5 separate regions of the Mus musculus genome follow, and regions 2, 3, 4 and 5 are each linked to region 1. A link is a contact called in public HiChIP or PLAC-seq and promoter capture Hi-C data. All regions are on one chromosome and are shown on one strand. Each heading gives the region's core, a stretch centred on a gene start, on an enhancer-like site or on the middle of the called end of the contact. The rest is flanking DNA. Distances are from core to core; before and after follow the strand shown.

Region 1 (2,783 bases), core at 176-2,675:
CATGAGAGAGACACACACATAGAGAGGCAGCTCATGCTGTATGTCTTGATAAGACATTGCTCCTAAAGATTCTGCTTAAACCATAGCCGGCATATGCACTCGAGTGTGTGTGCACACGCGCACACGCACACACGCACACACACACACCTCTTTCTATGAAACTGTTTAACTTTGAGCTGATACCAGTTTTTCATTTTTGTTTTGTATGTTATTTTTTTAACTTTTGAGACAGGGTCAGAGCTAGATAGTCTTGGCTGTCCTGGAACTCACTTTGTAGACCAAGCCAGGCTAGAACTACAGAGATCCATCTGCCTCTACTTCCCAGGCACTAGAACTAAAGGCATATATACCACCACTATTGCTAATGACTCTTTAGGATGAACTGTTTCAAAATAATTTATTTAAACCTCTCCATCTGGCATTTTAAAACACCTGGCTTCCTTTTCCCCAATGGACACACTTGTGCCCAGCCCCTCTCTGCTGCCCCCAGCTCTTTCCTCTGCAGAGCCTGTCTTCCAGTCGCTAGGTTAGATTAGAAGAAACCAAGTTTCCTTTGTGCATTTCAAGATATGGTTCCTCTGTGTAGCACTGGCTGTCCTGGAATTCGCTCGCTCAGAGATCCTCCTGCCTCTGCCGCCTGAGAGCTGGGATCAAAGGCGTGCCTTAGCGCACCGGGCTCCAAATATCCTTTTTAAGAAATCATGTCAGTACAAAAATCACCACCCTTAGGGAAATGGTCCTTAAGAGGGGATACATTTGAAACTTATCTATACAGATCTCAGTTGTTTTGTCTGTTTTGCCTTGTAAGTCCTTGAGTAAAAACATGCAGATTGGGCTGAAAACTTGTAGCTTTGTCCAGAACTAACTTAAGCTCTAAACAGTGATAACCTATCTTAACCACCCAGGCAATGCGCCTCTTTTCCAAGGGCCGTGCGTCCGGTCCATTCTCTCCCCCTTACCTGAAACCTCGGTGGGAAGCCTAAGCCTGCGGATGAGACAGCGACCGGGAAGCCAGGTCCCCTGAGAGTCCAGCCACCGGCGACCGGAGTACATGCGAAGCAGCCGCTGGGCTTGCGCCGCTCCCCTCACCGAGACGACGCAGCAGCAGGTGCGGGTCTGGGCTGCCGCAGAGCCCCGGGCGCGGACAGCGCGGGCATCGGAGGCCGGAGCCTGGGCGAGAACCGGATCCTCAGCGGCGGGGTCCGGGCCAGCCCGGGCCGCCTCGGGACTCGCCTGCGGAGGGCCCCTCTCGGGCCGGTGCCGGTAGTGGAAGCACAGGAAGCCTCCGCCGCGCTGTTCCCGGAACTGGCTAAAGTAGCTCCGTAACTGAGCCGAGCGTAACACGGCAGGGATCCCGCTCACCACCAGGTAAACCGGCGACTCTTCGTCCAGCTCCCTGGGCGACGCCATCTTGGCCTGTCACATGATTGCTTGGCGTCCACTCTCGCGAGAGCACCACGTCTCGGATGCTGGAGTTTGGTCAATGTGGCATCGGTGACCGTTTGGTACTTGAAGTTTCGTTTTAATTGCTCTTGGGCCGAATCTGTGTTTCCAGCTCCACAGAAGATGGAAAACTCGTGCGATGGGCTGGGCTGTAGCTCAGTGATAGCTGGTCCAGCGTGTGAGAGGCTCTAAGGAGGAACCAGTGTAGAGCACCGGGATGCTGAGCGGGAGGTGGCGGAGGTCTGATGCAAAACTGGACTCTACAGTACCAACCCAGCCGGGCGTGGTGCCTCACGCCTTTAAACCCGGCACTTGAGAGTTAGAGGCAAGCAGGTGTGCGTGAGTTCAAGACCAGCCTGGTCAACATAGTGACTGAGACGGGGCTATGTCGAGAGAGCCTTTCTCAGGGCGCGGGACGGGGGAGATGAAGAGATGCCCCGGCAATTAAGAGCTTTCGCTGCTCTTACAGAATACTTGGATTGGATTCCCAGCACCCACGTACGAGGGAACTCTCCCATACGTAACTCGTTTCATGAGATTGGACACCCTCTTCTGACCTCTAGAGGCACATACGTGTTGCACATACATACATGCAGGCAAAATTCTCATGCACATAAAATTATCTGTAACAAACCGGGCGGTGGTGGCTCACGCCTTTAATCCCAGCACTCAGGAGACAGAGGCAGGCGGATTTCTGAGTTCGAGGCCAGCCTGGTCTACAGAGTGAGTTCCAGGACAGCCAGGGCTACACAGAGAAGTCTCGAGGGAAAAAAAAATTTTTTTTGGTTTGGTTTGGTTTTTTTGTTTGTTTGTTTTAGATTTATTTATTTATTATATGTAAGTACACTGTAGCTGTCTTCAGACACACCAGAAGAGGGCATCAGATCTCATTACGGATGGTTGCAAAGCAGTTGTTGGGATTTGAACTCCCGACCTTCAGAAGAGCAGTTGGTACTCTTAACCGCTGAGCCATCTCTCCAGCCCTCAAAAAGATTTTTTTTTAAATGTACAAATACATGCATAGACATCGAAAACTATTCCCAGAGATCATAGGCGAAAACCATATTGCCAGCTTCGGACGACCTCCGTACAAGGCGTTGAGTCCCTCACAAACAAACAGTATAGCTCTTGTGATTGTGTGCAGTGTTCAGGAAGGCCAGAGGAGGGCGTTGGAGCCTCTGGATCCATTTTTTTTTTATAAAGATTTATTTATTTACTATATGTAAGTACACTGTAGCTGTCTTCAGACACTCCAGAAGAGGGCATCAGATCTCATTACGGGTGGTTGTGAGCCACCATGTGGTTGCTGGGATTTGAACTTTGGACCTTCGGAAGAGCAG
Region 2 (2,783 bases), core at 191-2,690, 350 kb after region 1:
GCTGCCCTGTCCCCATTCCCCGGGGAGGACCCTACCTGTGGTACTTGGCTTCGGTTCCTCTGTGGAATGATGATGGGAAGCTGAGGAGACAGGGCATCCACAATAAACCCCCTCTCCTTGCTATCAGGAAACCCAATCCCGAGCCTGGGCCAGTAGCTGGACCCACTTCCGATCACACCCCTGCCCCATTTAAGGCTGGTCAGCCCGTCTCCGCCCCTAGCTGTGCTCTATCTACAAGACTGGTCTCTAATGTCACTTGCTTCAGGAAGACCCCGCCACTCCAAAGACCTCCTCAGCAGAGGGTGCTAGCTCCCACAAGCTCCTGGGCATGCTGGACCAAATTATAGGCTAAGATACCAGCCAGGGCATATACATCGAACGGTTCCTGGCCGAGAAGCCAACAGTTCGTGGGTGCAGTCTACTTCCTGAGAGATTGTGGCTGGGGACACCTCACTCTCCTCCCTTAGCTTACCTGGGCATGACTCTGAGTGGTTATAGATTGAGCAACCCTCCTTGACCACTTCAGCTTGGGCCACACAGTGTCCTGGTGGGAGAAGAAACAGAGAAGAGGTTTGGAGAGAAAGTTGAGAGTGGTGGTGCCATATAGACAAGAGGATGTTCCCAAGGAGGGCTCAACTACATACCTGGCTCCTCTGGCCCACATTGCTGCCAGACACAAATGGAGAAGTTGTGGGCTCTGTCCACACAGTGTTCACAGTGTCCCAGGTGTTTGCAGCCCCCTTGGGTAGTAGGCCAAACGTTCAGGCGGAGCAGGGCTCCCCGACCAAAGCCACGAGCTCCTTTACCTGGGTGTCGGGGGGTGCAAATGGGCAGAAAGCGGCAGAAAGCCAGGTGCCAAGCTGCAATACATCTCCCACTACAGCGACTCACACCTCCGCACAGGTCTGGAGCTCCCCCCAGCCCTGCTTAAACTCACCGAGCTGCCCTCCCCCAACCTCTTTCCATACACACTCCTGAAGTTCCTCCTCCACACTCAGCTAAGTCTCCTAGTCCCCCACACTTGGAACCTCTAAATAGGCACTAAGGTCTCAACACACCCCTGGAGTCCTGCAGAGGTCGAAAACGTTCCCTCTCACAAGCCTACTGTGCTGGAAGAAGAAGCTAAAGTGAGCTACACCTTCACCTGCCTGGGCCCCTGGTCAGATCCTGCTCAGCATTACCAGCTAGAACCAGCTGGGCACACAGGAGAAGGCAACAACAACCGCCGCAGAGAGCAGCACGCAAGGCGCGGGGTCCGGGTGCGGCCATGAGCGCGGGGGCCGGGACTGGGGGTCGGCGGACAGCTGGTGTGGCGCGTCCTTTCTTGACTACACTCGCCCGGCTAGCCAGAGCCAAACCTGGGCAGCGGGGGCGTGGCCAGGCTGGAGCGTGGTTGCCTTGTGGGCGTGGCTAGAGGCCGAGACCTCTGGGAGGGTCCAGGTAGAGCCCCGCTCTGCTGTGCGATTTAAGGCGGGGCCTGAACAAAAGGGATGGGTTTAAGACTCATGTCACCTGGTCCCTGAGGGGCAGCTTCAAGGCGGGAGGATCTCTGTGAGAACAGGCCTTGTCAACATAGCTACTATGTTTTGGTGAGTTTTTAGGGAATCACTTGTGTAGCTCTGGCTGTCCCGGAACTCATTATTGTAGAGCAGAGCTGAGATTAAAGGCCTATGCCATCACCTAACTCGACCTATGGGCCGGGACCCCCCTTAGGTGAGCCTCTATTTCAAAAACATTATTTACATTATGATTCACGACAGTAGCAAAATTACAAAATAATTTTATGGTTGGGAGGTCACCACAAGATGCATTAAAGGGTCCCAGCGTTAAGGAGGTTGAGAGCCCACTTTAAACCCTAAAGACTTTTTTTTTTTTTTTTTTTTTTTTTGGTTAGGATTTATTTGTTCATTTTATGTATATGAGTACACTGTAGCTGCCTTGAGACACACCAGAAGAGGGCATCAGATCCCATTACAGATGGTTGTGAGCCACCATGTGAGTGCTGGGAATTGAACTCAGGAGCTCTGGGAGAGCAGCCAGTGCTCTAACCTCTGAGCCATCTCTCCAAGATGAGAGATGTTTTTAACCCTGTCTCACAGGTGAGGCGAGTGAGCAGTCTGAACCCACAGTGGTAAATTTGGAACTCCATTCTGGCTACACCTGTGGCTGGCTATTCCCAGCTGTGGGGACACCATACCCTGTCCTGCCTTCCAGCTCATCACATCCCTGGGTCCTAAGTGGTGCCATTACTAGATCACTGAGCCTTTGGGGGATCTGCCTCCTGGTCACTCTCCTGTCCTGGCACAGCCGATTCTCAGTCCCTTTTCAGATATCTCCCTTTCCTCTGCCAACTTCTTAATCAGGTGTGGCCCTCTTAGCCCTGAGCCTTAGTCTGCCCTCTCCTGCAATCATCTTGGCTATTCTTCTGCTGTCAGGTCCCACTTAAAAGCCATTGAGTAAGGCGAGGGATGTGGTTCATTTGGTAGGATGCTTGGCTGGAGTGCCTAGCCCAGGCTTCATCCCTAGCACTAACCAGCCTGGTAGCTTGTGCAGTCCCAGCGCTTGGGTGGTAGAAACAGAAGACTTAGAAGTTCAAGGTTGATCTTTGCTACAGAGAGAGTTAGAGCCAACCTAGGCTAAAGAACCCTTGCCTTAAAACCGGGGAGGTGGGGGAAAGGTGTTAACCTGGCAGAGTGACACATTCCTTTAATCCCAGCACTCCAGAGACAGAGATAGTCAGATCTCTGTGAATTTTGGGGACAGCCTGATCTACACAGGAAGTT
Region 3 (2,783 bases), core at 186-2,685, 310 kb before region 1:
GGCCTGAATCTCCTGGATTAAATTTATTTCTATTTATTCATTTATTTATTTACTTAGTTGGGTTTTTGGGGTTTGGGGGGTTTGTTTGTTTTGTTTTGATACAGGTTCTTACTGTGTAGCCCTGGCTGGCCTAGAATTGGCTAAGTAGCCCAAGCTAGCCCTGAACAGAGATCCTCCTGCCTCTGCCTCCCTACTGCTAGGATTAGAGGCGTGAGTGACTTCTCTCCACTTAAAAATGTACTGCATTAAAATGTCTTTATCGGGGAAGGTTGTCCCTGTGCACATTTGTGGAGGTCAAAGGACTGCTTATGAGTTGGTTCTCTTCCACCACATGGGGCCTGGGGATCAGACTCAGGGAAGGCAAGCTCTTTTACCCATTGAGTCCATCCACGGACCCACCCCACACTCTTTTAAACACCAGTGTGCTCCTGACCTGCTGTGTGACTTCGGATAAATAGCTTAGGGTGTCTACTAGGATGGGGTGGAGTCTCAAAAAAAAAATCACAAGCTGCCTGAAGGTGGAGGTCGGAGATACTCAACACGACCTGGCCGGCAAAGCCTGGGTTCCATGGCCATAACCAAGCAAGGAAACGTAACAAAAAATAAATTCCCTATCAATGACGCCTGTCTTCGCTGGAGGCTTTTAATAAACGAGCCAGCTTGTCTTTCACCTGAGAGTAAGTCTCACGACACCTGGGGCCTAAAATCTCCTTAAGAGCAGGCCAAATCTTACTGGAGAGAATCCTGATCCCACCAGAACTGGATTTTGCCTTCTTTCCAGGGACTCCTGCTCAAGTCAGACCACAATCTGGTCTGCCACGGAAGAGGCGCGGACCTGGCCTGAAACCAGCGCCCTCAAGTGATAGGGCACAACAGACTAGGAAGGAGAAAAAAAAATGCGTATTAGGAAATCACCCTGGGGGCGCTGTGGGTCCTGGCGCTGGCTGGCTTGGGACCCGGGGATCACATGGAGACCCCAAAGTGTGGGCTCCCGTGATGTGCACAAGCTTTCGGAAGGGGGCGATCCTAAGGGCTTGGAGAGCTGAGAGCCAGAGGGCACAAGGCCCAGGCTCCTTCCACGCCTCAGTCGGGATCAGGCCCAGGACGTCCCATGTAAATGTGGGGTGGCAGCCCCTCCCCCTGGAGGGAGAAGGCACATCTGGGTTAACATCCCAAAGGCTGCTAGGACAGGACAACGGAGGCCCCAGCGAGGTCTGCAAAGCGGCACAAAGCCCGGGAAAACGGAACCCGCGGAGCCTCCGGTGGGCAGGGCCGACAGTGGGCTGGGGTCTCTCGTGAAGGCAAGGCTGACTCCCGGCGCGTTGGGGGCGGGGGTCCGCGCCGGGAATGCCGCGCCGTGGGGGGACTGGGCGGGGCTACTCAGGCCCCGCCCCCGCGCAGGTAGCCAATGGGCGCGGCGGCGCCGGGTGACGGAGCGAGCCGAAGTGCGAGTGCCGCGGCGGCGGCGGACGGCCCATCCAGAGCGCGAGGGGCTCAGGGGCGTGCGGGGGTCTCGGTGTAGCAGCAGGGACCCCGTGGCCCAGAGGCAGCGCTGCCCGGGGCCGCCGGGAGGAGCGCGGGCGGTCCGGCAGCGGCGCGATGCCGCTCGCCCAGCTCAAGGAGCCCTGGCCGCTCATGGAGCTGGTGCCGCTGGACCCGGAGGTGAGTGAGAGGGGCGGGGGTTGGGGGGACAGGCGGCGGCGGCCGGCCAGCCCGGATCCGCACCGGGGCGGGGCGGGGGCGGCCCGCGGCGTCTCTGCAGCCCCGCGGGGACGTGAGTGCCCTCCGGTCTCTAGCTCACTGTCCGGCTCCACCCCCTTGTGCTCCGGGTGTGCGTGTGTAGGGGATGGTTCTGCTGGGCTCTCAGTACCTCCCTGCAGTAGCCAGGAGAGGAATCTCCACGGTGTGTTGAGATCTGACACCTAGGACCCATCCCGCTTATCATCTTTTAGTAGCTGTGGGAGTTGCCCCAATCAGTGCAGAAGGGAGAAAGGCTTGGGTCAGATGTCTAGGCTTCTACTAGAGACAAGGATCATGGGAATCCGGTTTCTCACCTTAACCTCTCCCCAAGACCTCTCTTCGTTCCTCCACTTCTGACCTTAGGAAGGTAGCCCTGCTGAATCCCAGGCAGTTATGGAACGTGGGACGATACCACCTCTGGAGTTGGAGCCTGCTTTCCTTTGCCCTAAAGCTAATGACACCGGGTCTTCCTACTTCAGATTATGCTGAAGAGTGGGGAAAGTCCTTAGATCTTGTGAAGACTGTCTCTGTAGAAGAGACTCTGCCTCCGTCTTCCTCTCTCCCTCCTTCCTTTCCTGTAGAAAAAGGCTGAGCCCTTGGGCAGTATGGCTTCTGCCACCTAGCCTTTCCCAGAAGCAACTCCTGTCTTTTTTGAGGGCTTTGTGGTCCAACCCTGAGCATGCAGGAGGCCACTTCTGTGCTGTCCTGTCACCCTGGGATCAAGGTCAAGTTTTGAACCAGCAACTTTAAAACTTTCCCTGCTCTCCTGCTGCGAAGGAGGCAGGTGAAACTCTGCCTTCCTTCACTGGAGCTGTTTTGGGGTACAGGAGGCTGGGGTACAGGAGACCTCACTTGATCCCAGAACCTAGATGCTTTTTCTCCTGGCTTGAACCCCTTTACCTATGCTTGGTACCTCAGGTCAGTCACTGTGAGCCCTGTCTCTCAGGACCACGGGCAGAGAGAGGATCCACAGTGAGATCCCCAAGTCTCCAGGCACTCAGGGCATGCTGCCCCTTTAAAGGGATGGGCTACACTGGCTATTG
Region 4 (2,783 bases), core at 120-2,619, 290 kb before region 1:
GCTAAGGATTCCTGACTCCTGTCTCTCTGTTACAGTATCCTTTTGGATGAGGAGGGCCACATCAAACTCACTGGTGAGTGAAGGGCACCTGCTCCTTTGGGCTCTGGGGAGGATAACCAGGCTCTGTCTGATAGGTCTCAGCTGATGGCTGTGTTTCCTGGGAGACGATGCCAGTTACATACATGCCAAAAACCTAGGCCTTGTTACTTAGTTATTTTTTGTGTGTGTATGGGAGTTTTGCCTATATTTGTATCTGTACCTCATGCATGTGTTGCCCAAAGAGGCTAGAGTTGCCTGCACCTGGTTGTTAACCATCGTGTGGGAGCTGGGAATGGAACCTGGGTTGTCTGGAAGAACAGCCAATATTCTTAACTGCTGAGCCATCTCTCGAGGCTCCCTAGGTCTCAGAGCAGACTGAGCTCTCACTGACAACCTTGGTGATACCTGGCTCCGGTCAGAGGAGCTAAGTGTGGTAGCCGTGGGCGTGGCAGGGATCCTAGAAGTGACTTCTCTGCCCTCCATGCTGCAGACTTTGGCCTGAGCAAGGAGGCCATAGACCATGAGAAGAAGGCTTACTCCTTCTGCGGGACAGTGGAGTACATGGCGCCCGAGGTTGTCAACCGCCAGGGTCACACCCACAGTGCAGACTGGTGGTCCTATGGGGTGCTGATGGTGAGTGTCCGGGCTCTGCTGCACACTGTTGTACTTTGTTTCCCTCGAAGAGCCGCGGGCTTTAGTCCACCTGCCTGAAGTACCACCCCTCACCTAACTTGGGAACTCTCCTCTGCTTCCTTCCTCTGGCTTTAGTGCTGCTCCTGGGTTCTAGGTTGGGAGGGGGGCAGAGGCAGGCACAGGCCTTGCTGCAGCTAGACTTAGACTGTAAAGTCTTAACAGGCCAGCAAGAATCCCCGGACTGCAGCAGGGTAGCCCGGGAAGGAGGGGGAGGGATGTGTGGGAGACAGAGAACAAGGCCACACCTATATGTTTCCTTTTCCCCCCGAAGTTTGAGATGCTGACGGGCTCCCTGCCCTTCCAGGGGAAGGACCGGAAGGAGACCATGACCTTGATTTTGAAGTAAGCACCAACACTGCCTGGCCCTCCAAGTTCTCCCTAATCCCACCCCAGTTGCAGGGCCAGTGAATTGCTTTTTCCCTGTCTGCAGACCCTTGCTGTCTGCCAGGGCCAGTGGGAAGTGTTCTTAATGTCTCTGGGAGGTGAGTTAGTGGCTGGCTTCTCTGGACTGAGCTGGAAAAGAGAAAGGGAAGGGGCTCTGGGACTCCTGGGTGGGGCTCAGCCCTGATGAGACCTGTGGCTGTTCCAGGGCGAAGCTAGGCATGCCCCAGTTTCTGAGCACGGAAGCCCAGAGCCTCCTGCGGGCCCTGTTCAAGAGGAATCCTGCCAATCGGCTTGGTAAGCAACCCCAGCTCAGAGGAGGGGACATGGCGGTGAGGATCAGGGTACAGCTGCAGCCTAGGCCACGGGGCCACATCTAGGACTGAAAGGAGCTGTTGTCCTTTGTGTGAGCAGACAATGCTGCTGGCCACCCTATTTTCTGGTTCCATGTATGGTGCTGGGAGGGTGACCTGTGTGGGGGGAAGGCAGGAACTGAGTCATTCATACCCCCTCAGGGACAAGGACACAGGCCCCCACACAGCTTCTCTGCCAAGGTTGCTGGCTCAAGGGAAGGCGCAGGAGCTTAGGAGCGAGAAAGGTCTCAGGCCTAGCTGTGTCTGTCCCCGCTGCCCGGCACCCAGCAGTACTGTAAACATTTGCTGAGGGATTGAATACGGTTTATGAGCCTGCGCTATGGCAGGGGACCCCACCTTTCCGAGCCCCAGGTTCCTGTGTCAGTGGAGACACTGATTCTGCCCTGGCTCCCGGGGATCTTTGATGAGAGAAGGACATTCCTGTTGTTCAGTGAAGTATACAGTATTTGCCGAGGTTTTTGGATGCTGGCTTTATCTGGATCACAACCAGCTAAGGTCCAGTCCAGGTCCCTGGGTTGAATCGAATGAGCGTTTGTCTCAGGGATAAAGACGAGAGGCAGTAGGAAAAGAAGGGCAGAGAGGAGGGGGGCCTGTGGCGGGAGTGGATGAAGGCCCTTGTTAGATCTCAAAAGAAGTCAGTCCAGCTTCTGTCAGGATTAATGCTTGGACAGGCTTCCCGTCCTGCCTGGCCCCTCCTTCCTCAGTACACCAGCAGAAGCTCCGTAACATAGGAAATACTGAGCGGGCTCCAGGCTTCAGGGTAGTGGGTACTGACGCAGGACATGGTGAACCCCTGCTGCCCTCCACGGTAGCAGCTGGTCCAGAGCCTGGAAGACAGAATGGGTGTCTGAGGTTGGCTTCATTTGGCTTCTTTCAGGCTCGGGCCCTGATGGGGCAGAGGAAATTAAGAGACATATCTTCTACTCCACCATTGACTGGAATGTGAGTGCCCGTGCCTGTGCCCTGTGATGGACGCAGGAAGGGTGGGGGAGGGGCCCCTGCCAACCGTGGCCTCAGCTGTGGGAGGTAGAAGGTGAGCAGCCCTTAACATGCCCTTGGAGGGGTGACTTCACGCCCTTGAAGGCTGCTCTCCCTTGCTGTTATCCACTGAGCAGCATAGCTTCTACTCTTCCTGTCGGGGCTGCTAGCAGGCTGTGGGGTCACCATGGTGACCAGAGCATATACCCCACCTTACAGAAGCTCTACCGGCGTGAGATCAAGCCCCCTTTCAAGCCGGCTGTGGCCCAGCCCGACGACACCTTCTACTTTGATACCGAGTTCACGTCACGCACACCC
Region 5 (2,783 bases), core at 128-2,627, 260 kb after region 1:
TCCAGGCAGTTGTTAGTCAACATGTGGGTGCTGAGAGTCAACCCTGGAATCTGGGAGCCCTGCACTCTCTCTTCACCTCCTGTCAGCTCCTGTTTCATCTTTGTTTTTAGTTTTTTAGTGTTTTGAGGTGGTGTCTTGCTGTGTAGCTCTGGCTGGCCTCAAATTCTCTCTGAGATCAACCTGTCTCGGCCTCTCAAGTGCTAAGATAGAGCTGTTTCACCACAGCTGGCTTACATTACAGGTCTGTAAATCAGAACTGTCTAACACAAATCTCACCAGGCTAAAAGAAGGTGTTGGCAGCTCTGTCCCTCCAGGAGGCTGTAGGGTAGAGTAGAATTTCTTTTCTTGCTATTCCCAGTTTCTTAAACTTGGCTCCTGGCCCTTCCTTCTGCTGCATAGCCAGCAGCGGCTGGTCCGGTCCTTTCACACCTGTGTCTGCTCCTCTGTAGCCAGCACACCCAGCTATCAATTTAAGTGTTTATGTAACTGCACTGAGCCTACCTGGATAGTCCAGGATCTCAGGCCATCGCACGGTCCTAACCCTAATCATATCTGCAAAGTTCTTTTTGTCACTTCAGATATTAGATGTTTGCAGGTTTCAGAATTATGGCAGGACATCAATAAGAGACCATTATTCTGCCTATACCAGTATTCAGCTTTGCCCTCACTATAAGCAGCAGTCACTCAAGGCCATTGGTGCTCCATGATGAAGCTGTGGCTTCAGGCACAAGGATAGAAATGATTTTGACTCAGATAAAGGTGTGGGGTTGCAACCAAGTGTCTGAGAAGGCAAGAGGCCTTAGGTCTGCAGGGGCACTGGCAGCCTTGAATGTACAACTGAGGTGTCTCAGCTGGGAATTAGGTGTGTCTCTACCTCTCAGTTCTCCTCACTAGTCCCACTGGACAGATGCATCTAGTCAGTTAAGCAGCAGATACCTGCTAGACACTGTAGCTGGCTTCGGAGATGCAGTGTAATCCGCAAAGCCTGCTTTCTCAGGCCTATCTGGTGGAGGAAAAGTCACAGAGCTGCGGAGCTGTAGGATAGCATAACAGCCAACAGGAAAGCAGCCCTGCCCCCACCCACGAGCACAGGAGAGGCAAGACGCCTTGGAGGAAGGTCCTGCTCTCGGATACCTGAAGAATGGATTGCAATTGCTGGTTTGGATGCTATATACCACAGATAACGGGCTGCCCAGTTTGAATTCCTAAACAGAAATGGACTGAGGGGCAGGAGAAGGTCAGCGTCAGGGTCTGCTGCTATAGTCAGTCTGGCTCCATCTTCCACAACTATGGGATAGGCCTGCCTCTGGGTGCTGACTCCACGCCCAGGCTGCTTGCCCTCGAGGTGGCAGAATTGCAACAACTTGGAACAGTCCGTCCATCTGCATGCCTGGCAGCCGTCCATCCGTCCACATGCCTGGCCGTCATGGAAGCACCTGTGTATCCAGAGCTCCTGAGAATGGGACTCACGTGCCTGTTTCCCTCTTGGCATCTGATTCCAGGTCAAGGTTCATCTCTCAGCTGATTGCTATGGCCAAATAAGCTTTACTGTTTCCCCTGTACTGTTTGGTTTAGGTCTAACTAAACCTCAAAACCTCTTACTGTGGCAAGAAAAATGAATTTGTGCTTCCAAGACACTTGGTTTGATTTTAGGCAGGAAGTTGGTAGTTCAGTCAGTGATAATCTTGCTGCCCTTAGGCAGGGGCAGAGTGAAGAGACAGAGAGAAGCCTGCCTGGTCTAGTCATGTCATCTCCTTTGCCGAGAAACCCTAGGGTCCACTCCTCATACCTTCTGCTCTTTGTAAGTTCAAGTTTATTATGTACTGTTGACTGCCTCGTTTTTCCCTCCCTCCCTCCCTCCTTCCCTTCCTTCCTTCCTTCCTTCCTTTCTTTCTTCCTTCCTTTCTTTCTTTCTTTCTTTTTTTTTTTTTTTTTGAGACAGAGTTTCTCTGTGTAGCCCTGGCTGTCCTGGAACTCACTCTGTTGACCAGGCTGGCCTCCGACTCAGAAATCCACCTGCCTCTGCCTCCCACGTGCTGAGGTTAAAGGTGTGTGCCACCATGCCTGGCTCTGTTTCTTAAGATTTGTTTTATTTCATGTATACAAATGAGCATTTTGCCCTCATGTGCTGGTACCCACAAAGATTCGAAGAGGGCAACAGATGCCCTGGAACTGGAGTTCCAGGCATTTGTGAGCCAACCATGTGGGTGCTGGGAATTGAACCTGCGTCCTCTGCTATCTCCCACTAATCCATCTCTCCAGCCCCACTTCTTCTGATTCTGAAGTAAACCCCTCAAGGTAACTCAAGATTATCTTTTTACATTAATCTCTAGGATTCACCTTTTGTAGGGAGTGAGGGTAGAGGAATACAGGAATGGAGCCTCAAGATGCTGCATGCATGCTGGCCCTAAACTTGTCCCTTGAAGGAGATGTGCCTGTGCCTTCCAGGGATAGGGACAGACAGTTTTCAGCTTTTATAGTTTCTATGTATGAATTTCCTGCAAGGTGGGATAGAAGAAACCCGCCTTACTAACTCGTGTTGAGTGTCCACTGACAGTGCGTGGGAAAGCACTTTATATGCTGTAAAGGGGAGCATTTTCGTTCTGCCCCCCACAGGTCCCTGGCAGATGCTGAAGGTAGGGTGGTTTGCTTGCCTAACCCTAAGCTCTTGGCATTGAGCTTCCCAGGGAACTGTGCATTTCTTAACCCTCTGTTTCCTCCCCCAGGGACACTCAGGCTGTGTCAACTGTCTGGAGTGGAATGAGAAAGGAGAGTAAGTATGA

Evidence for each region. Promoter capture Hi-C pulls out the DNA fragments that hold promoters and counts their contacts. HiChIP or PLAC-seq counts read pairs in DNA pulled down with a chosen protein or histone mark.
Region 2: a contact with region 1 is called in a promoter capture Hi-C map of embryonic stem cells, with 2.6 times the contacts expected there. The contact joins the promoter of Cd164l2 here to the promoter of Gpatch3 in region 1. A contact is called at or near these places in 1 of 39 promoter capture datasets (embryonic stem cells), 1 of 115 datasets of contacts at active chromatin or transcription factors (pancreatic cancer cells) and 1 of 9 other capture datasets (pancreatic islet).
Region 3: a promoter capture Hi-C map of hematopoietic stem and progenitor cells shows a contact between it and region 1. The contact joins the promoter of Rps6ka1 here to the promoter of Gpatch3 in region 1. A contact is called at or near these places in 20 of 39 promoter capture datasets (the 3T3-L1 cell line, 3T3-L1-derived adipocytes, the C10 cell line and 14 more), 1 of 484 Hi-C or Micro-C datasets (bone marrow-derived macrophages), 35 of 115 datasets of contacts at active chromatin or transcription factors (the 230-238 cell line, the HPC-7 cell line, acute myeloid leukemia and 22 more) and 5 of 9 other capture datasets (adipose tissue, embryonic stem cells, liver and 2 more).
Region 4: a contact with region 1 is called in an H3K27ac HiChIP or PLAC-seq map of embryonic stem cells, with 12 read pairs. The contact joins the enhancer-like site here to the promoter of Gpatch3 in region 1. A contact is called at or near these places in 14 of 39 promoter capture datasets (the 3T3-L1 cell line, 3T3-L1-derived adipocytes, the C10 cell line and 10 more), 1 of 484 Hi-C or Micro-C datasets (bone marrow-derived macrophages), 23 of 115 datasets of contacts at active chromatin or transcription factors (the HPC-7 cell line, acute myeloid leukemia, astrocytes and 16 more) and 5 of 9 other capture datasets (adipose tissue, embryonic stem cells, liver and 2 more).
Region 5: a promoter capture Hi-C map of liver shows a contact between it and region 1, with 2.3 times the contacts expected there. The contact joins the enhancer-like site here to the promoter of Gpatch3 in region 1. A contact is called at or near these places in 5 of 39 promoter capture datasets (the 3T3-L1 cell line, the SN4741 cell line, hematopoietic stem and progenitor cells and 2 more), 1 of 484 Hi-C or Micro-C datasets (the C2C12 cell line), 2 of 115 datasets of contacts at active chromatin or transcription factors (embryonic stem cells and microglia) and 1 of 9 other capture datasets (adipose tissue).

The regions. Positions count from the first base shown.
Region 1 is chr4:133,573,387-133,576,169 of GRCm38.p6, reverse strand. Gpatch3 (G patch domain containing 3) reads right to left here and starts at 1,425. Exons shown (of 7, transcript NM_172876.2): 1 at 960-1,425. The coding sequence starts at 1,410.
Region 2 is chr4:133,219,466-133,222,248 of GRCm38.p6, reverse strand. Cd164l2 (CD164 sialomucin-like 2) reads right to left here and starts at 1,440. Exons shown (of 6, transcript NM_027152.1): 1 at 1,182-1,440; 2 at 645-806; 3 at 473-544; 4 at 36-80. The coding sequence starts at 1,269.
Region 3 is chr4:133,886,449-133,889,231 of GRCm38.p6, reverse strand. Rps6ka1 (ribosomal protein S6 kinase polypeptide 1) reads left to right here and starts at 1,435. Exons shown (of 22, transcript NM_009097.5): 1 at 1,435-1,662. The coding sequence starts at 1,600.
Region 4 is chr4:133,863,652-133,866,434 of GRCm38.p6, reverse strand. Rps6ka1 (ribosomal protein S6 kinase polypeptide 1) reads left to right here. Exons shown (of 22, transcript NM_009097.5): 8 at 36-73; 9 at 530-672; 10 at 1,004-1,074; 11 at 1,322-1,410; 12 at 2,365-2,429; 13 at 2,685-2,783. Among named protein-coding and RNA genes, the nearest start is that of Gm12977, 6.9 kb to the left of the region's middle. Within about 2 kb of position 1,369, at least 72 of the 459 cell types and tissues checked have an H3K27ac peak or open chromatin away from gene starts, as enhancers often do. A contact at or near this core is called in astrocytes, embryonic stem cells and stem cell-derived neural progenitor cells, where this site is marked.
Region 5 is chr4:133,313,750-133,316,532 of GRCm38.p6, reverse strand. Wdtc1 (WD and tetratricopeptide repeats 1) reads left to right here. Exons shown (of 16, transcript NM_199306.4): 4 at 2,727-2,773. Among named protein-coding and RNA genes, the nearest start is that of Wdtc1, 24 kb to the left of the region's middle. Within about 2 kb of position 1,377, at least 13 of the 459 cell types and tissues checked have an H3K27ac peak or open chromatin away from gene starts, as enhancers often do. A contact at or near this core is called in liver, where this site is marked.